Linked DNA regions of Mus musculus: all the other regions are linked to region 7. A link is a contact called in public promoter capture Hi-C data. All regions are on one chromosome and are shown on one strand. The core of a region is the stretch at or near the end of the contact, and the rest is flanking DNA. Distances in the headings are between cores, read along the strand shown.

What was found. Promoter capture Hi-C pulls out the DNA fragments that hold promoters and counts their contacts.
Region 1: a contact with region 7 is called in a promoter capture Hi-C map of hippocampal neurons, with 4 times the contacts expected there. The contact joins the promoter of Nyap1 here to the promoter of Dnaaf5 in region 7. A contact is called at or near these places in 2 of 39 promoter capture datasets (hippocampal neurons and liver).
Region 2: a promoter capture Hi-C map of liver shows a contact between it and region 7, with 4 times the contacts expected there. The contact joins the promoter of Slc12a9 here to the promoter of Dnaaf5 in region 7. A contact is called at or near these places in 3 of 39 promoter capture datasets (hippocampal neurons, liver and pre-B cells).
Region 3: a promoter capture Hi-C map of pre-B cells shows a contact between it and region 7, with 2.8 times the contacts expected there. The contact joins the promoter of Eif3b here to the promoter of Dnaaf5 in region 7. A contact is called at or near these places in 2 of 39 promoter capture datasets (liver and pre-B cells).
Region 4: a promoter capture Hi-C map of liver shows a contact between it and region 7, with 3 times the contacts expected there. The contact joins the promoter of Ache here to the promoter of Dnaaf5 in region 7. A contact is called at or near these places in 2 of 39 promoter capture datasets (both in liver).
Region 5: a promoter capture Hi-C map of pre-B cells shows a contact between it and region 7, with 2.3 times the contacts expected there. The contact joins the promoter of Brat1 here to the promoter of Dnaaf5 in region 7. A contact is called at or near these places in 2 of 39 promoter capture datasets (liver and pre-B cells) and 1 of 484 Hi-C or Micro-C datasets (muscle stem cells).
Region 6: a promoter capture Hi-C map of hippocampal neurons shows a contact between it and region 7, with 2.2 times the contacts expected there. The contact joins the promoter of Zkscan1 here to the promoter of Dnaaf5 in region 7. A contact is called at or near these places in 1 of 39 promoter capture datasets (hippocampal neurons) and 1 of 115 datasets of contacts at active chromatin or transcription factors (bone marrow-derived macrophages).

What each region holds. Positions count from the first base shown.
Region 1 is chr5:137,739,899-137,742,598 of GRCm38.p6, reverse strand. Nyap1 (neuronal tyrosine-phosphorylated phosphoinositide 3-kinase adaptor 1) reads left to right here and starts at 1,431. Exons shown (of 7, transcript NM_001347505.1): 1 at 1,431-1,548.
Region 2 is chr5:137,332,330-137,335,029 of GRCm38.p6, reverse strand. Slc12a9 (solute carrier family 12 (potassium/chloride transporters), member 9) reads left to right here and starts at 1,448. Exons shown (of 14, transcript NM_031406.3): 1 at 1,448-1,582; 2 at 2,352-2,574. The coding sequence starts at 2,394.
Region 3 is chr5:140,417,991-140,420,690 of GRCm38.p6, reverse strand. It overlaps Eif3b (eukaryotic translation initiation factor 3, subunit B), which reads right to left and starts at 1,386. Exons shown (of 19, transcript NM_133916.2): 1 at 865-1,386. The coding sequence starts at 1,330.
Region 4 is chr5:137,286,822-137,289,521 of GRCm38.p6, reverse strand. Ache (acetylcholinesterase) reads right to left here and starts at 1,268. Exons shown (of 5, transcript NM_009599.4): 1 at 1,155-1,268. It overlaps Gm42456 (a long non-coding RNA gene), which reads left to right and starts at 878. Exons shown (of 4, transcript XR_003955815.1): 1 at 878-957.
Region 5 is chr5:140,703,699-140,706,398 of GRCm38.p6, reverse strand. It overlaps Brat1 (BRCA1-associated ATM activator 1), which reads right to left and starts at 1,388. Exons shown (of 14, transcript NM_181066.3): 1 at 1,324-1,388; 2 at 303-446. The coding sequence starts at 429.
Region 6 is chr5:138,083,677-138,086,376 of GRCm38.p6, reverse strand. Zkscan1 (zinc finger with KRAB and SCAN domains 1) reads right to left here and starts at 1,293. Exons shown (of 6, transcript NM_133906.4): 1 at 1,146-1,293.
Region 7 is chr5:139,148,803-139,151,502 of GRCm38.p6, reverse strand. Dnaaf5 (dynein, axonemal assembly factor 5) reads right to left here and starts at 1,268. Exons shown (of 13, transcript NM_001081265.2): 1 at 668-1,268; 2 at 1-20. The coding sequence starts at 1,256. It also overlaps a transcript of Prkar1b not described here.

The DNA of each region.
Region 1 (2,700 bases), core at 182-2,681, 1.4 Mb after region 7:
TTGTAGGCTAGCCTAGTCTTCAGAGTGTGTTCTAGGACAGCCTGGGCTACACAGAGAAACCTTGTCTGAAAATTTTTAAAAAGCCACAGTCTTGCTCGTCTTGTCTGTCATATTTTCGCCATAGTAAAAATGGCTGTAGTAGCTGCAGTCAGGAAACAAGCTTCCCACGTACCCTTACTCCTCCAAACTGGATCCCTATATAGGCTGCTGGTTTACAAAGTGCTTACAACCCTCTTCCTTCCTAAGGTCTTTATTTATAGTCGCATGTAGGCCACGGTCGGCTTTGAACTTGTGTAGCAGAGGATGACCTTGAACTGAAGCGCCTCTTGATTCTACCTGAGGAATGCTGGGATCACAGGTGTGTGCCGCAGCGTGTCAAGCCTCAGTAAGGTTAATCGAGGCAAGTGTGAAATGAGACATGGCTCAGACAAGCAGTGGGATGTGCTTGGGGCCACACAACACACCTGCATAGATTTTGCCGCATTGAAAAGCGTCCACAGGTACCAGGGATTAGGATGTGCATATTTTGCAGGGGATATCTCCCCCCCCCCCCCCCCCCCCAGTCCTTGGCGGATACAGCAGAGGTCTTCTCGATGCTAATTTACCCAACCACAAAGCTATCCACGTAAGGAATTTGTCAGAGCTCTGATGAGAAAAGGTCAAAAGAGGGGAGGGGTGAGGTCACATCCCTAACCACTCCCAGGTGGTGCCCCTGGTGGTCTCCCGCACGGGCCAACCTGGTGCGCTCAGATCCTGGCGGGCGGCGCCCACGGAGTCAAAGGTTAGTAAGGAATGACTTGGAGCGCGGGGGCGGACGCGCGGAAGACTTTGAGCCCCACACGGTGGAACAAGGTCCGGGCGCCTGGGAGGCTGCAAGGGGAGGAGGCCCAGCACCGCCAGCCAATTCTCGTGCCCTCCCCGCACCTAGGGCGGGGTGGCAGGGTGGGGGCACGGCGGGGACTAAGCCAAGGGAGCACGCCCCCTGCTGAGCAGATGCGCTGATCTCCAGGCAGGCGACTCGGAGTCCCTCTGCCCGCCTCACCGCTTGGTAGCACCCAGGGGCCGCAGCCGCAGCCTCCCACCCGGGAGCACTAAGGCGCACCGGGTTCGCGGGTGGGTGCGACCTCCAGGCTTCCGCTGGGGGGCGCCGCTGAGCACCCCGCTCCGCTTAGGGCTTGGGAGACCCAACCCAGCACAACACGGCTGAGTAGGGGGCGCGGGTCGGCGAGAACCAGACGCCCGAAAGCTGCGGAGCGGAACTCCCACACCCCAAGACCATCCTCTCAAGATCCCCTGTACGCTCCGCAGTCCTTGCACCCTCCACCCTAACCTCCTGGTGCAGCGCCGCACCGCCGTTCCCGCTCTGCCCTTGGAGGGTGTGGAAGGGTGGGTTTGGGGCCGGGGGCGGGTCTGGGGGCGGACCCGGAGGCGGGGCTGTCTCTGCGGCAGGGCCCAGTTCGGCTCCCCCAGTCTCTCTCTGTCTCTCCTCCTCCCTCCTCCTGCTCCGGGCGGAGCCCGGCATGGGGGGGCCGGCGCCCGGCAGGCCAGGTACGGTGATGTAGAAACTGGGGAGGCTTCATGCGGGGAGGTGGTGATGGGGGGACTACGGGTAGGGAGGAATTGGCGGGGCGAGAGGCGGAGACACCCAGGGTAGCAGGACAAGGGGAAGAGGAGGGGGTGCCCCGGGAACCTGGGGCCCTTGGATGGAAAAGGGGGGGGGGGTTAAAGCAGGCCAGGTTTGGAACAAACTGGGGAAGGAGGAGGACGGCTGTGAGGAGGGGCTCCAGGGAGGAGACGTGAAGCTGAAGGCGAAAGGGAGAGAGTGTGTTTGGGGGAAGGGACGCAAAGCGCAGGTATGGAGGCCGAAGCCCAGAAGGTTGCTATGGGGCCAGACTGGAGACCCCCGCCAGGGTGGGATTCAAGGGCGGGACTACTAGGGGGGAGCCGGGGGTTCTCCCAAATCCTGGAGCAGACAGAAGGTAGATTGATTTGGGCTATCAGCAAGAGGAGGGAGGCAGAAACCATTGCTGAGGGACCAGGGAGCTGGAATAGAGGTGGACGGAGGTCCAGGCCCAGGATTGGAAAAGCGGGGACTCCGGAGAGTGAAGGTAGATGGATGGATGGGATTTCAGTTGCCCAACTCAGTATCACCATCCTTCCTTCAGCATCCCCACCCTGCCCTGATGAACCCCCCACTAAGCCTCAGGGCCTAAAAGAGGGTAGGAAGCCTAACTCCCCCCCCCCCCAAGCTGGGTGCAATGTACGCAAGTAGGCCCTGAGCACAACTTGTCTGTAGGTGTGGCCAATTCCATAGCAGATTTGTGTGCTAGAGGTCTGTGTGTATCTATCAGTGGGTGTGTCTGTGGGTGTTTATGTCTGTGTGTGTTGTTCCTGGGTTTGTGTTTACCTGTGCCCCTTTATGTCTGTCCCTATTTGTAGATATGTCTGTGGCCTGTGGTGTGTCTAAATATGCTGTGTCCCTACAGAGTTGCTGTATGCTTGTGAGGTCTGTCTGTCTGTGGTGGTTCGGGATATATTTACACAGAATGGGAATCTGTGCCAACCTGATCGCTCAGTGTCTGTGGCTCCAAACACCTTTGTCAGGGTGTGTGATTCTGGACACACACACTTCTATGGCTGCCTGTCTGGGAGGGGTTCCCTAAACTGTATGGGATATTCTGTGCCTGTGTTTTCCTTTTC
Region 2 (2,700 bases), core at 199-2,698, 1.8 Mb after region 7:
AGATGGCTCAGTGGGGCACTTGCTGCTCTTGCAGAGTACCCAGATTCCGTTCCCATCACCTACATGGTGGTTGACAATCATCCGTACCTATACTCCCATGGGATCCAGCACCCCTTCTAACCTTTATGGCCACTAGGCACGCACGTGGTACACATACATACATGAGACAAAATACTCACATTTAAAAAAAAAATCTAAAGAAAAAAAGCTTCCCATCTTCAGTTCCCTAATCTAATACAACCACAGTAGTAGAACGTGCACTCACAGAATGGTTATGCATATTTAATACAATACCGTGTGAGGGGAAAAATGAATATGTATGTATTGGACTAAAGAGTCAATATGTTAAGGCTTCGTATGTACTATAGCATCACTTAGTGTGCTTGAGGCTCTGTGTTTAATCTCGGGGTGGGTGGGGGCAGTGCTCTTTTAGGAAAATAAATATTTGCATCAGGCTGTGCTGTTACTTATCTGTAATCCCAACACATGGGAGGTATAGGCAGGAGGATCAGAAACACGAAGTCTTCTTCAGCTATGTATTGAAATGGGGCTAGCCCGGTCTACATAAAGAGCGCCCCCACCCATGCCCCCTGCGAGTATACACGGTTAGTTCATCTCTCAACTGCTCTCCTTGAAGGGATGTCTTTTTTAAGTCCCGTTTTATAGATGAGGAAGCGTCGTTGGTAAGACCTGTAAGGGTTGAAGTTGGAGTTTTGGGGTCACAGATAAAGGATTTTTTTTTTCTTTTTTCGAGACAGGGTTTCTCTGTAGCCCTGGCTGTCCTGGAACGCACTCTGTAGACCAGGCTGGCCTTGAACTCAGAAATCCGCCTGCTTCTGCCTCCCAAGTGCTGGGATTAAAGGCATGCGCCACCACTGCCCAGCTCACAGTTACAGGATCTTAGGCACAAAAGCAAGCAGGGTTACCTGCTTATTTACCCGGACCTGAGTCGGGATGGAGGATCACGGCTCCCTCCCGTGGCCGAAGAGAAGAGCGCAGCCTGCGAGCTGAAACTGGACGAGGAGGGGGTCTCCTCTGAATGTGAAAGGGACCAGGCTGGAAGCCCGAGGCACTCTGGGTCTCCCGAGAAGCTGAAATAGTACGACTCCGGCAGGCGCCGACCGACGTCGCTCTCAGTTCCCAGGTGTGTACCTGAGTCAGGTGCCGCGGTTCCGCCCACTCCACTTTTCCGCAGTCGCCACGCGCCCCTTTCAGATATTCCTGGGGGCGTCCTGGAGCTCGGAGTGCAGTCAGACCCTCACCATGGGCATCTGCTAGCATCCTGGCAACGGGGGGCTCTGAGGATCGTGACCCACTACCTTGCAAAAGACACCCGAGACGCACGTGGAACGGTTTGGCTTGCAAGGCAGCGTACGAGAGTGTGGGCGGGGCTTGAGTGTAGACCACACCTTTGAGGCGGGGCTTGAATCGGGACCAATGGGACGCCTTGCTGGGGAGGGCAGGCTCCGGGCCTGACATCCCGGTAGCCCGCTTGCTTTTTCCGGCTCCCTCGCCCCCTCGGTTTATAGCGGAGCCCCACAGGCGCGCTGGGATCACACCGGAGCAGCTTCATTCCTAGGTGGTGAGTGAGCACCCTGCGGCACCCAGATGCAGGGTGCACTTGGCCGGCTGGAGCCAGATGCCTGTCCCCCCCGCCCCCCCCCAGGCATCCAGTTACTGAAGCAAGTGGACAAGAGCGGGTGGGTGGGGGAGGAGGACCCTGGGGATCCTGTGTGGCTGATGCTAGGCTGCCTGCATTTGTGTTTGGACAATTGATGGCTCTGTTTGGATTGATAGAGTTTGGAGGGCTCATTGTAGAGATTAGAAAAATCTGGTCAGGATTGAGATGGGTTGAGGGACAGGGGTGATACAAGGTGGAGCTTTGAGAGCTTTGAAAGTTTCTTATTGCCCATGTGTGAGGTGCTGTATTGAGGGTACTCGACAGGAGCAGCATAGGACTTGGGAGGAGGTGTTTACTGGTAATAGCTAACTTCCCTTTGAGGAGATCTTCTTCCCCTCTTGTTGCCAATTAAGGCGAGACCTATTTGACAAGGGGATCTGTGTCCCTTTCGCAGACTCACTGCTACCCCTAGTTTCAGAGGCACGGAGGATGACACGGTCCCTAAGAACTGAAAGGGACCCTGATTATTTAAACACCAGGGTCCGAGAGTGGGGAAGTTGCTGGGACAGTTTTGAGTTTCTGTGCCCTGTGTGTGTGTGTGTGTGTGTGTGTGTGTGTGTGTATCCTTTGCAACTCTCCTTTTGAGGAAACTGAGTGTTTAATTAGGGTTTTGTTTAGGGAGAGAGGGTCTGTGGTATTGCTATCCAGCCACTAAAACCTCTTTTTACAGGTCTCCTAGCCCTTTTGTGGCTTCCTCTGCTGGCGTTCAGCAATGGCCAGCGAGAGCTCCCCTCTTTTGGCCTACCGGCTTCTGGGGGAAGAGGGGGCTGCCTTCCCTCCCAATGGAGCTGGAGTATCTGGAGTGCCATCATCCCGCAAGCTCTCCACCTTCCTGGGTGTGGTGGTGCCCACGGTTCTGTCCATGTTTAGCATAGTCGTGTTTCTGAGGATTGGTGAGTAGAGGAGGGAATTATTGGGAAGGGGCTAAGGCTAGGGATGGACCCTAGTACATGTGGTCAGATGGAGGGTAAGGCCCCTTGAGGCCTTGTGTGTGGCTCTGCTGTGGGACTGTGCTGGCC
Region 3 (2,700 bases), core at 137-2,636, 1.3 Mb before region 7:
TGGAGGCAGAAGGATGGGGATCAAAGACAGCTTCAGCTTCATAAAGAGCTGGCCAGCCTGGACCATGCCAGACCCTGTTTCACAACAAAACAAAACAACCCCCACAAACATACAAAAGGATTAAGTCAAACAATGGTGACATCAAATGACGACCTCTTGAAATATTGTAAGTTCTAAGTTGACAACTATATTGGGGCGCTGAATTTTCATGGTAGTTCAAAAGCAATTGTTTGGGAGTACATGTCTGTAGGACCAGCACCGTGAAAACTGAGAAGAACCAAGAGTTCAATTTCAGCCTGAACTACATAGAGAGGCCCTGTCTCGTTTAAAAAAAAAAAAAAAAAAGTGGTGTTCTTAGGCCCTTTGGCCCTTGGTATTAGCCACACCAACACATGAAGGAACTGGCTCAAGTGAAGTTGAAACGGCAGAGGAACACATGCTATCAACTGTCAAAAAAGATTTTAGGAATCTGGCTCCTGTGCAGGTAGACAGAAACAATGCCTTTAAAAAGCCAGTCACCATAGAAGAAATCATGAAGTAAGCGGCCAAACGAACAATGTGAAAAAGCAATGGTCCAGGGTACCGACCTAGTAAAAGGAAGCAGGTTGGTAATGTGCTTGGGTCCGATGGCAATGCCTTACTACGGAAACCATTGGGAACACAGCAACTGGTCAACCCTGGAAACCCTTGGCCAGGAAACTGGAATGCCCCCAGATAGTCCTGTTCGTCCTGCCCTCCACCAACCCCCAGGTGCAAGGGCTTGCCGCAGAAACGGACTCCCCAAATGGTCCCCCACTGTAGAGGAAACAAGATCGTTGTAACCGGGAGACCTCGCGCCCTGGCCGGGGACACGATCGCCCTTACCTTCCTCGCTCACGTCGTCTACGAAATCCTCGGGGTCGCTGAAGGAGGGCTCATCTGCCTCTCCGTTCTCCAGAGCCCGCGGCTCCGCCTCAGCCGCGCTCCCATCAGACCCGCCCTCCTCCTCCGCTCCAGCCGAGGGGTGCCCCCGGGCCTGCTCGCCAACGGCCTCTGCCTTCCCGGGAGCAGAGGGCTCCTGCGACGGGGACCGCTCCGCCGACTGCGGCGTGGGCGAGGCGGCCGGACTCGTCGCCGTTTCCTCTTCGGATTGGGCCGCCGGCTTGGCCCTCACTTCGGGCTCCGGTCCGGCCTCGGCGTCTTCTTCGGCGTCTTCCGTCTGCCCCACTTCGGACCCCCCAGACCCTGCCGCCTCGTCCGTCGGCGGCGACTCGGAGGCCGGCTGCTGCCTCGCGGGCTCAGCCCGCTCCTCGGCCGCCTCGGGCACCGCCACGTTCTCAGCGTCCTGCATGGGCCCGCGCTGCTTCTCACCCGGCTCGGCCGCCCTGCTTCCGACTCCCAGAAGTCACCGCGCGCCGCTAGCGCGGAGCCATGTGCGTGCAGCGATGGGATCGTACCAAGATGTGGCTCGGGGGAGACACCCACGCCCTCATTCCTCACGATCAGCCCGAGAAAACTCAGATATGCATAAAAATCTAGAAACAATTAAAATAATAAGTTTCAAGATATGCAAGTTTATTTATAGCCCAAAAGGTTTTTTAAGGTAGCAAATAAATTCACAAGGATATGTGGCTCCCCCATTCTAGCTAAGAAATAGTTGCGTCCAAGATGGTAGAAGTTCCTTTGCCTCTCCCAGCGGGCGCTACGGGGAAGGACTGTACTATCTGGGGAGCATCAAGTGGATTCTCAAATGATTAACACGCGTAACTGTATGAAGACAAAATATGTGACCATAAAATAATGCCAAGACAACTGAAAGCTCCACACATGATTCTTTGTAAGCTTTGCTTTTAATCAGACAGACTGCTTGACTGACATGACTGGCTTCGCTCCCCCGTAAGGTCTTGCATTTTAGACCGGTCCACTGACGGGGCAAAAGAACGAAGGGTTCCAAAATTACGCGAGGAGCTCGCCGACAACCAGGGGCCGCCAACACACACAAGAATGACTGCCCGCACAATGCAGAGTCGTGTGATGAGCGGCTTTAATCTCAATGGCCATCCTCACTGCAGCGGCTCGCAATTTAGCGTTGGCCCCAGACGTGAAAGTCACTGTGATTCTGTCTGCCGGTGACTGCGGTCTTCACGCGCGGGAGAGCGCGATCACGTGGGCCAGCGTGGGGTGGACGGGACGGAACCTTCGTGGAGTGACCAGGGGGACCCCAAGAGTGGTTTGCTTGAAAAGATAGTCAAGATTTTTGATACTTCCAGTTCAAAGTTTCGAAAATCTTAATAAGAACTAGTTGAGGGGACTAAGAGCTTAAGAACACAAGTTTCGCTCTCAGTACCCATATGGTAGTTTACAACCATCTCTTAACTCGAATTTTTTTTTATGCGTATCAGTGTTCTGCCAGCAAGTCTGTCTGTGCACCGTGTACAAGCGGAGGCCGAAAGAAGGCATCGTATCACGCGCAGGACTTAGAGTAGACAATTATGAACCGCATGTCGTTGCTGGCAATAGAACCCAGGCTCTCTAGAAGAGCAGGCAATGCTCTGAACTGTTGAGCCTAATTTAAAAGACAAAACAACAACAAAAACAGTTGAGTCACCTCTCTGGTCCCAGATCATTCCTAAGAAAAAACAAACAAAACTTTCCTTTTTTTTTTTTTTTAAAGGACCTGTTAGTTGACCAGGAAGCATAGACTTGGAATCCCAGCACTGG
Region 4 (2,700 bases), core at 19-2,518, 1.9 Mb after region 7:
CAGGTTCTGAAGGCATCTTGGAATCTTGTCCAGTCGACACCTTGCCCCACCCTGCTCCGCCTCTCTTCTTTCTGGTACGGCCGGTTGGTACCCGTTTGCTTTACATCAACCGCACCCCTCTCGCCTGACTCCAGCCAACTGTCTCACTCGCCCCTTGTGGGGCTCACCAGAACTCAAGCCCCTATTGCATCCCCATATTGCAATGCCCTCCACTGCCAACCGGGAGCAGTAGAGACCAAGAAGAGGCCAGAGCTCCCCGCCCGAGCCTTGGTGTGGGGGTATCTGGAGAATCGTGAGCATCGCAGAGGGGGTTGAAGGGCGAGCCAGGACGTCTGTGTTCCGGGAGCTCCGGAGATCCCCGTAGCAAAGGCAGGGGCGCTATTTTGGGGGCAACAGCTGCTGTAGTTCCGGCGTCTCCAGCCAAGAGATCAAAATTCCCCGGGTCGGAACTACCCCCTCCGGGTGTTCACCCATCACCCAGCCAGTTCTGGTCGCCTGGATCTGGGGATAGTGGCGTTGTTGGAGATTAACCAGGAAACCCGAGTGGGGCTAATTATAACTCGGGGCTTCCGCTGAGCCTCCTTTTAGAGGGAGGGTGGGAGGGTGAGAGGGAGGGAGGGAGGGAGGGAGGGAAAGAGAGAGACAGAGACACATAGAGAGAGACAGAGTCAGAGAGAGAGAGAGAGAGAGAGAGAGAGAGAGAGAGAGAGAGAGAGAGCGCAGGAGGGGTCCTGGAGCTGGCAAGGGGCTCAGCTGGGTAGGGACGTTGGGGTCGCGGCCCTCGGGATGGGGGGTGGTGCATTCGGGATGTCAGTAACCTGCGCAGTTTGGGCTCCGCCCCAAACAGGGGGCGTCTTCCAGTGTCCCCAGACTTTGAAGAGAGTGGGGAAGGGGCCTTCAGGGGGTCCCTGCAGGAAGGGAGCGCAGAGGCAGCGGCCGGCCCAGCGAGCATCATCAGTAAGTATGCAGCGGCTAGCGGGAGTTTCAGAGGAGTGCGAGGCAGTGGAGGGGCCCCTCTAGGCAGGCCCCACGGGGCAGGAGGTGCAGTAGGAGCTCTGTTGGGGGGCTTCGATCGTTCCAGGATCGCACGTTTCCCCCGGGATGCGGATTGGTCCCGACTCGGTGGAGGGTCCTGGGTGGGTTGGGAGACTCACCTGAGGCGGCCAAGCCGGGCCGGGTCGGGCCGCGCCGGGAGCTGGAGGCGGCCAATGTTCCCCGGCGCAGGCTGAGCCGACAGTGACAGCCGCCTCCGGCCCCCCGCACACACCCCTCCGGGCCGCACGGCGCCCCCGCCCGCCCACTGTCTCCGCCCCCGCCCCTCCCCGCTCCCCCGGGCTGCCACCTCCCCTCCTCCCTCCCTTCAAGCCCCGAGACCCCGGGGAGCGGGAGCCCAGACACACTCCAGTGGTAGATTCAGACAGACCGACAGACCCGCAGACCCGCAGCGGCGGGGCAGACACCCACGTGACAGACGGACCGCAGCCTGCGGAGACACCAGACACCGTTCACGCAGGCGACAGTCTCCTGCGGTGACAAGTCACAGACAGACCGGTCGCCTTTCACGGACGGAAGGACACACTGACAGCTCTAATCCAGAAAGATCAGAGGCCTAATATTTGGCATCTGTAACCAGGACAAAGCTTGGGGCAGGGTAATAAGAGAAGAGACACGAGAAAGCCTGACTGAGGACCCCCTTCAGCTGACACTGGTAGAAAAGATGACGTGGGACATCTCTGTGGAGACGAAAGAACACCTGTAGGAACAAATAACAGAAACACAGGCTCTCCCTTATAGGAAAAGACCCCTGTGGGCAAGAAGAGGTGACACGGGGACAGCTGAGAAGCCAGACCACATAGTGGCAAGCAGAAGGCTGTGGGGAGATGCTACAATGCACTCTGCTGCAGCTCTGGAAACTTCCGGAACCCCCGAGGGTGGGCTTGAGCTAATTCCCCTGACCGGTGACCTCCGGCTGTCATCACAAGGGTCCGGCTGGTCCATGACATCACCGGGCCAAGCTTTCATTGGTTGTTGTGGCTAGCAGGTGGGAGCGGCCTACACTTGGAGCCCCCAGCCTGTTTGGGAGTCCCTTAGACCACACGCCCAGCCTTCTAGGGAGTCTCCCACCTAGCTGCACCTTAGTGACTGTGGGAAGTGTGCAGTTTTGTGCCCACGCGAGATCACTACATGAAAGAGACAACTGGCTCACGGGGTGGGTGGGGGCATCTGGCTCTGGAGCCTGCGGGCCGCTGCTGCGTGGGCGACTGGCCTGCACGCGAGAGCGTGGGGACGTGCGTGCGCGCACGCGATATGGGGCGCTGCGTGGATCTATGGGGGGTAGGGGGACACGTGCACGCATGCTCGCTGTGGACGCCGGGAGCTTTCCCTCGAGCCCCAGACACTCATCACTCATCAGTCACTTCCTCCGAGCAAGGGGCAAAGGCGCGCTGTCTTGCAAAAGGCTGGTCCCCAGAAGATACCAGCGCAGAGTCCAACCTCTCCCAGATATGCGATTTTCATCTCTCCAAACTGCGACATCCCCCCCGCCCCCCCCCCCCGCCCTCCAACCCTCCTGTCCCTGGAGAACCTGGCCACTGCATGCCGGGAAACTCATCTGCAGTCCAGCTCACTCGCGACGGGTCCGTGCTGACTATCGCCAGGTGGCGCCAGAGGCTGTCATTCGGACCTTGAGGACTGGGGTGG
Region 5 (2,700 bases), core at 139-2,638, 1.6 Mb before region 7:
TGTTAATGTCCTCTTGTCTTGGCTTTTAGATGACAGGTCCCACCACACCCACCCAGAGATCTGACTTCTTCAAGACAAGCCAGATACATAGAAGACAGCAAAACAAGGTAGGTGCGTGCTCTGCAAACTCCTAATGTGAACTGTGGTCGGAGCCAATGGGACTGTCACTACATGACTCCACAGTTCAGGTCAGTCCCTAGTACTCCATCTCCCCTCTCCCTGATCAGCCACAGCCACAGGGCCTCAAGGAAATGAAGTAAAGACACCACGTGGATGGACAATTCTCTAAGCCGTGTCCTCACCTGCCTCTGTCACTGTTTTAAACCAGTCCAGCAGTTTCTCCAAGCAGGTGTCATCTGCCACCAGCTGTCTGGGATCTGCCAAAACAGCACAGAGAGCCGGGAGGAGCCTGGAGCATTCTGGGTCCATGATCAGGCAGGCAGTTCCTACAGAGGAAGGGAGAGGTCAGCCACAGATTTGATACCAACTACCCTAGTTACAGGCAGCCTAACTGGGGGATGGGCCCAGACAACTTCACGTGGACCAGAACTCTTTTTTTTTTTTTCCTGAGACAGAGTTTCTTTGTGTAGCCTTGGCTGTCCTGGAACTCACTCTGTAGACCAGGCTGGCCTCGAACTCAGGAATCCGCCTGCCTCTGCCTCCCAAGTGCTGGGATTAAAGGCAAGCCACCACTGCCCTGTGGACCAGAACTCTTAAGTCCACAAAGATGCTAAGCTCAGTCCAGGGGAACCTGGACAAGAGGATTGAGCCCTAGAAGCTGCTCTGTGGGTGAGGACAGGTTAGTCAGAGCCACAAGGCCTTTGCTGTCAAAGCCTGTTAACTTGGGGGTTTGGTGTTATGGGGTGGGGGTGTAGCTGTCTATTAACCTAGCTGCGAGAACAGTCAGGGGATCAGCCAGGTGCGCAGGAGACTGTTCACCCAGGCACCTGATCCCTAAATCCGTTCCCAACGGTCAAGAGAAACCTGGATGAGACAATCCTCCAAGCCACGGAGGAGTGCGCAGGAAGGTGGGTGTCACAGCCCAAGTCGATAGAGGCTGCAAGTGACAACCCCGCGGCCTCCAACTAAGTGTCTCTTCAAGACAGAAATATGCATCTTGGAGGGCAATGATTTTTGTGCTGTCTGGACCCTGACATGCATCGTCCGTACCTCCCAAATCCGGGTAAGAGGTGCGCTCTCGGCGACTGCGAGTTAGCCTAGGGGTTCTAATCCCGCCCCCGCATCCCTCCGCTACGGGAATTAGGCCCGAGAGTGCAAAATGCACCATTAGACTGCCTGGCCGAAGCTCGAACTCCGCCTTACCAGGATCTCCACCCCGGCCTGCGTGCGCCTCGCCCGCTGAGGTTCCGGTGTCTAAGGCAGGCCCCGCCTTCCCCTCCGCAAATTCCGCTTTACGCTGGCCGAGGCCCCGCCCTCCCCAGGTCCTGCCCCATCTCAGAGTTCGCTTCACGCAACGCGAGCCTGGCCCAACAGCACAGGCCCCGCCCCGCCGCGGGAATTGGCTCCACCTCGCCAGCTTCAAGTCTCACTCCGCCTTCAACGAGGCCCCACCCCTCAGACACCGCCCCTGACGGAAGTTCCTCTCCACGTTGCTATAGGCTCCGCCCCTCAGTGTTGCTCGGGTTTCCGTCTCCACAGGCCCCGCCCTAAGTCTGTACCACGTGACGGACATGGGGAGGGGTGTAAAGAGCGGGGTTGACGCGCTTGGAGACCAGTGATGACCCTGCCGTTCCGATCACCCCTAAGGTTCAAACCCTGTAAACGCGCTCCAGCTGTGTGCAGTTTGGCATTTTCACACTGTATCAATCTCTCGGAATTATCACGTCCCCGCCAGGGCGTTCTATGGTACGTGCCCACGCAGGCAGTGGGCGGAGCGTCCCCAGGCGGGCTCGGTGTGGGCGTGGCTTTCCGCTGGGAGGCAAGGCCTCGCTGGCCTCAGGCCACGTGTCTAGGCTTTTTTTTTTTTCCTTTGGTTTTTCGAGACAGGGTTTCTCTGTACAGCCCTGGCTGTCCTGGAACTCACTTTGTAGACCAGGCTGGCCTCGAACTCAGAAATCCGCCTGCCTCTGCCTCCGGAGTGCTGGGATTAAAGGCGTGCACCACCACACCCGCCTTGTGTCTAGGCTTTTAAGGTCTCCGAATTTTACTGGGTCTTCTAGCCCTTGCTTTCAGCTTTAGCGTTAGGTGTGGGCAGCAGCAGGTGAGTCAGCACAGCCGGTGCTGAAACCCTCGGTTCCCACAGCGGGTAGCGCTAAACTCCGGGGTCTAGAGTGTCAGGACCCTCCAGTCACCAAAGCCTGTATTTCTGTAGCTCTTCACAGCCCCAGTCCTCTATCCCCGCTTGCCTTCTGTCTGCCATCCATTGTTACCAACTCTTCACAACTTCAGCCTGCTCTTCTAATAAAGATTAAAAGTAGGCCATCGGGAACTAGAGAGATGGGTCAGTGGTAAAGAATACCTTTTACTCTTCCAGAGGAACAGAGTTTGGTTCCCAGCCCCGAGGTCTCACACACACACATACACACACACACACACACACACAATCTCTTTTAGGGCATGGTTCCCGAATGCCTAGAGATAGAGTAAGATAATGCTCATCTGCCCTGGAAATCAGACCTGTGAGCTTGGTTGTCTCTATCTTGGTAATGGGAGACCCCAGCATGTTGGGCTTCTGCAGAA
Region 6 (2,700 bases), core at 44-2,543, 1.1 Mb after region 7:
GATCCTGAATAAAATAACAAGTAAGAATCTTGTGTGGTAATTGAAAGAGGACACAAACCTGAAAGAAAAAAAACATCTGGATAATTCTTCACTACAGTTTCCTTATAATAAAGGTATTTTCCCACATTTGGCCAGCTTTTCTAGTAACTTCACTTGATGTGGTTACAATGAATTCTTCATAATTCCAACAAGTATTTATTGACTGCTTTCAATCCGCCTAGCACTGCCCTGTACAATAAATGCTTTCTTTGGTCCCAGGCCATGGAACAGCCACTCTCTATAATCAATGTGTGTGTGTGCTGTGTGTGTGTAGGGAGGGGAAGGAAGGGGGAACTTCAAACTAAATGAGCTGCCTTTTTTTTTTTTTAAATTACAATTACATTTACCAACTCCACTCATTTCAAGTTTGAAGAACCTTTTTGAGCAAAGGTAGTTAATTTTATGGATAATAAAACTGACAGTTGGCAAATGTCTAATCTCATCTAAGGTCATTAAGCTGATCAATCTCCTACTGGCCCAGTGTGGTTTCTCCCAGATACCCTTCACGTCTCACTCATTGCAATCAAGCAAGGTGAACTAACACTCCACTAATCTCCCAGATAGCACAGTTAAACAGGCTTAAACCAGCAAGAGGTCTTGAAGCATTGCATAAAGCTGACAGCCGGCTGTTAATTTCTACTAGATCTTTTAACCACCGTCAAGCCGCCAGCGCTTTCGCTCAGCGTTGGGAGATGGAAAGACAGAAAAGCAAGTGATCCGGAAATGTTTTCGGAACCTCAAACCTGTACAGAGCTCAAGGTCTTCCGCGTCGTTTATCTCAAGATTCTCAAGGACCCAAGACGCCCGGAGAAGTAAACGACAGCAATAAAACGAAAACCACACAAAACACTTTCCCCTGCAACCACAGCAAATGGCGACAGGAGGGGGGGAGGGGGAGAAGAATCCAGACACGGGGATCACGTCCATTTGTGATCTTGTCCTCAGAAATGTTATACAAGGATGATGACATGAAAGAGCTCCCCACTGACCCCAGAGATTCGAGCACCGCCGGGACCCCGCAGGGCTCCTTTCCAAGTCCCCCCGGGTGGTCACACGGTCCACCCTCGCAGCCCGCCCGTCCTCCGAGAGTCCGCCATGAGACTCACCGTGAGTCTCCGGAGCGGCCTGGGGACGCCGGGCGACCAAGCACAGCTTGCTCTGGGTTCAACCCGACCGAAGGGCACTGCACACCGACATAGGCCCTCCCAATACCTCGCCACAGGCACAATGAGTCACAAAGACCGGAAGTAGGTCAGCACCTCATCTTCCGGGATCGAGTTGAGCTTCCGGGTCTCCTCTAGGAACACGGGAGGACTTTGCATCTCGGTTTCTGAATTTCTTGTTCCGAGTCTCCCTACCCAACACCCCCCCCCCCCCAGCCCTGATTGCCTGTCTTCAATTCCAGAGGTGACAGATAGAGATAAAGTGATCCTGTTTAGGGTGTTCAGGTTTTTTTTTTTTCCTGATGTAGTATTTTTCAGCTCTATATTTGTTACTTTCTTCCCCATCTTTTCCATCTTGGGCAGTTATCAATAATAGTAATTGTATGCCTGTGGCAGAGAAGCTGAAGCAAGGGTGTAGATGGAGTTAGATCAAAGCCAAGCCAGGGGTGTCTGGTTTCACAGATCAGCCCTGGTGAGGTTTGCCAGTTGAGTGCATGGTGTTTCCAGATATGTGGCCCGAGGATAAAAGACTATCTTTCAGTAAACAAGCTACTTACACTGGTTCTGTAGAATATGCTATTATAGCACTTTAAAAGGATCTTTCAGAGGAATTACAGACGCTCAACAATTACTGCCTTTATCTCTTTGCCTTGTGGGCAATACAGAAATGAGGCTCCACCTTATAGAAGGCTCTATATCAAAGGCAAGTCCACAAGGAAGAGACCATACAGCATGGGGGAGATAACTTTATAAAACAATACTCCAAAATTAAAAAGCAATTGAAGTATTGTTCCTTTTTTATTAATTGATTATTAATTAATTCACTTTACATCCCAATATCAGCCCCCCTTCTCCCAGTGATAGGTTATTTCTCCGCCAGTGAAACGAGCCCATTCAGGCTAGATTATATTATAATAAAGGCAGGTTTATTGGGAAGCTGCTCTTGGTAGAGTTCACTGGCCCCAAGGATTGAGGCAGGAGAGTTGCAATGGGAGGGGAGGCAGAAAGAGAAAGGGCTTACATGCAGAGAAAGAAGAGAAGGAGAAGGAGGAGAGCAAAATGTTTGGATTATAAAGGGAAGAGTCTCTGGGGAAGGGCAGCCCAAGCCCTGGGATGGAAAGTTCAAGGCTGGGGGCAGGGTATACCAGGTAGGATCTGAGGGATGCTGGGAGAACCTGAAGACCAGGTCTGTTTTGATATGTAAAATATTCATCTCAGTCCCCTCTTCTGGGGTCCAAAACCAAACACCCAAAACCGCCTTAGGCAAGTCATCCTCCAATTCCACCTTCCCCTATTTGCAGTATTGTTAAAGGAAACAAGGAGCCAGCCATTCACTTGGAGAAGTAGGAGAAACCTTTATTCATGCATGGACTACAAAGCACGCTTGTGCTTTGAAGGGTTCAGTCCCCTTGGCAGTTTCTTACAGCTTTTTGTAGGTCAGGTAGTGGGGTTGTCATCCATGTCTTTGTGACAATCTTAGAGTGGACTCTGATCCCCT
Region 7 (2,700 bases), core at 19-2,518:
CGATTGCATGTGGAAGTGCTCTGTGGGATTAGGGAGGCTGCTGGTTATGCGATACAGCTGCATGGGGCCCTGTTCTGTGGCTACCATCAAACCTTCCTCTGGCCTCTGCTAGCCTCAGCTCCCACTTTTTCTCTCCAATGGTGCTGGGAGCTGCTTATGCTCCAGGCATCCGGAGGGATATATACACCTATTTCACAAAGTTGGCTCCCCCCTACCCCCGGGAAGACTTTAAACACTAGGTAGGGCCTCTTAACTTTTCCAAACTCTAGTCTAGAAGGAAAAAAGGGAAAAAGCCCTGATCAAGCAGGGCTGTAGATAGAGGGTAGAAATAAACGAGAAGCAGCCTCCCTTCATCCAGGAAGTTAGTGACCCGTGTCAGAGACAGAGAAGACACTGGAGTAAAGAAACTGAGTTGAGTTGTCCTTTCCCACATGAGTCCCATAACCCAGCATAAAAATGATCATGAAATGGGTGTGACACAGGTCTGAGAGTCTAGCACTTTAGGCTGAAGTAGAAGCAGCGTTATGTTTGACACCAGCCAGGGCTACATGGTGAGATCTCTTGTCTCGTGCCCCCTCCCATCGGAAATGACCTTACGAAGGAACCAGCCCACTTTAGTTCAGTTTCTGGACATCTAGGTAACCAGGGAAGCGGATAGGACGCTCACCCGGAGTGGCACGGGCCAGAGCGGCTGCGCACTCGCAGCCCTCCCGGCGCACCGCAGCGAAGGGGTCGAGCAGCGCGGCCCGCAAGGCGCGCACGGCGTCGTCCAGGTGGGGCGCGAGCGCGGCGCCGCCCAGGTCTACGGCGAGGTGGAGCAGCTGCACGAGGGCGAGACGCAGCTCCTCGCAGGGCTCCGGCGGCGGCCGCGCGAGTTCAGGTCGGGCCAGGCGTGCGCTGAGCGCCGGCAGCAGACGCGGCAGAGCGTCGCGGGGCCGCGCGGCGCGGCGCAGGCCAAGGTCGAGCAGGTGAGCGGCCAGCGCGCGGCAGCCCTCGGCCGGATCGCTTAGAAGCCGCAGCAGGCGCGGCAGCAGCAGACGGGCCCAGGGGCCCTGGAAGGCCGCGGAATCCGCGCCGGGCCGCACCGCCTCTTCCAGTACCTGCTCCAGAGCCTCCAGAGCGCGCCGCCGCCCCAGCTTACTTTCCGTCTCCAGCCCCGGTAGCAGGCGGCTTAGCGCGCGGGTCAGTTCCGCGGCTTCAGCCGCCTCGGTTAAGCCCGGGGCCGCGGCCACCTCCGCCTCCGCCGGCGCCGCCATCTTGAGCGCGTTGCCTGTCTCCAAGGGAACCGGCGCTAGTACGATGGTCCGAGCACGCTTTACGGCAAGACTTCCGGCTGCCTGGGTTGCTCGAGGCTGAGTGTGCGCCCCTTAGGAGTGATGCTGGGGGAGGGGCAGGGAGTAAGGGAGAGGCGGGGCCAGGGAAGTGGGCGGGCAAAGGGCTTAGAGGGCGGAGTGACGGGCAGGAGGACGAGAGAGGCTAAGAGAAGCAAGTGTAATTGGCTAGGTCCGGGAGTCTGGGGTGGGGCGCGAACCTTGAGGGCGAGGCAGAAGACAGCAAGCTCGGCAAGGGCCTTGGGCGAAAGAGGTAGTGGGCGGTACGAGGGGGTTGGTAGGCGGGACACGGGCCTCTTGGGTAGGGGCTTAGTGTAAAGAGAGGGGAATAAGGGATAATGGGAGGGGAAAGAACCAAATAGGCGGGGTGTGGACTTCGGGAGCATTGCAGGAGGTGGCAGGCGGAGCCCTGGTTTTGTGGGCGGGGCGAAGAATAAGGGTCTACGGGAAGGAGGCGGGGCAAGGAGTAGTGGGTTGGATGGGGGGGTAGGTGGGCGGGGCATGGGCCGCGCAGCTGGCTGACAAGTTTCAATAATAGGTGGGGTGCAGGTTTGGGGAAGGGACATAAAGCTCGAGGGAGGGGTGGGGGTCTGAGTAAGGTGAAGCGTGAGGATTGAGGTGCCTGAGACAAGGGCTGACAGGTGGGACGCAGGCCTTAGGGCGTGGCAAATGGCTAGGGGCGAGGCCAAGAGTGGGGCTGTCCTGTGCCTGAGTCTGGAACTTGGCCTGAGTGGCCAAGCTTCTGCAAGCCTGCACCTTCAGGTTCCTTTCCTCAGGGGCAGCTTAAGCTGAGGTTCTTTCTAATGGTGTAGATATGGCTGATCCTTACTGGGTTCCTCAGAGGTCATGAAGAAGTCAAGTGTGAATCTGCCACACGGTCTGACCTCAGTTTAGACATGAGGTATGCTCGATGGCTGGAAGTGTTTTTTTAGGGGGTCAGAGATGGTATTGTCAGTGGTCAGGACCCCCCACTGGGCACTTCCTAGGCCTGACTCAGTGCTGCATGACTTGGGCATCCAAACGAGTCACATCTGAGAACAGGCTTATAATGTTAGGGGTTGGGTTTTGTAACAAATTTGGCCTTTTTTTGTTGTTGACATTAGTTTTGTGGGAAATTGGTGTGAACCCTTAGGTGTTTTGAATGTGGCGTGGAAGCTTTAGGGGAACCATGTAAAATTGCTTAGGGTGGCAAAAGAGTTGTGAAGAGAGGTGACTGGCCAAGCAAAGGCTTGGTGTTAGAGGTGTCATGGACTCGTATGTCAAAGTCTTAAGCCTAGTCCATCAGAGTGTGAGTGTCTGGAGGTAGGATCTTTGCAGATGTCAAGATTGAGATATTGGGGCTAGCTGCTATCCTCATAAGGGGAATTTG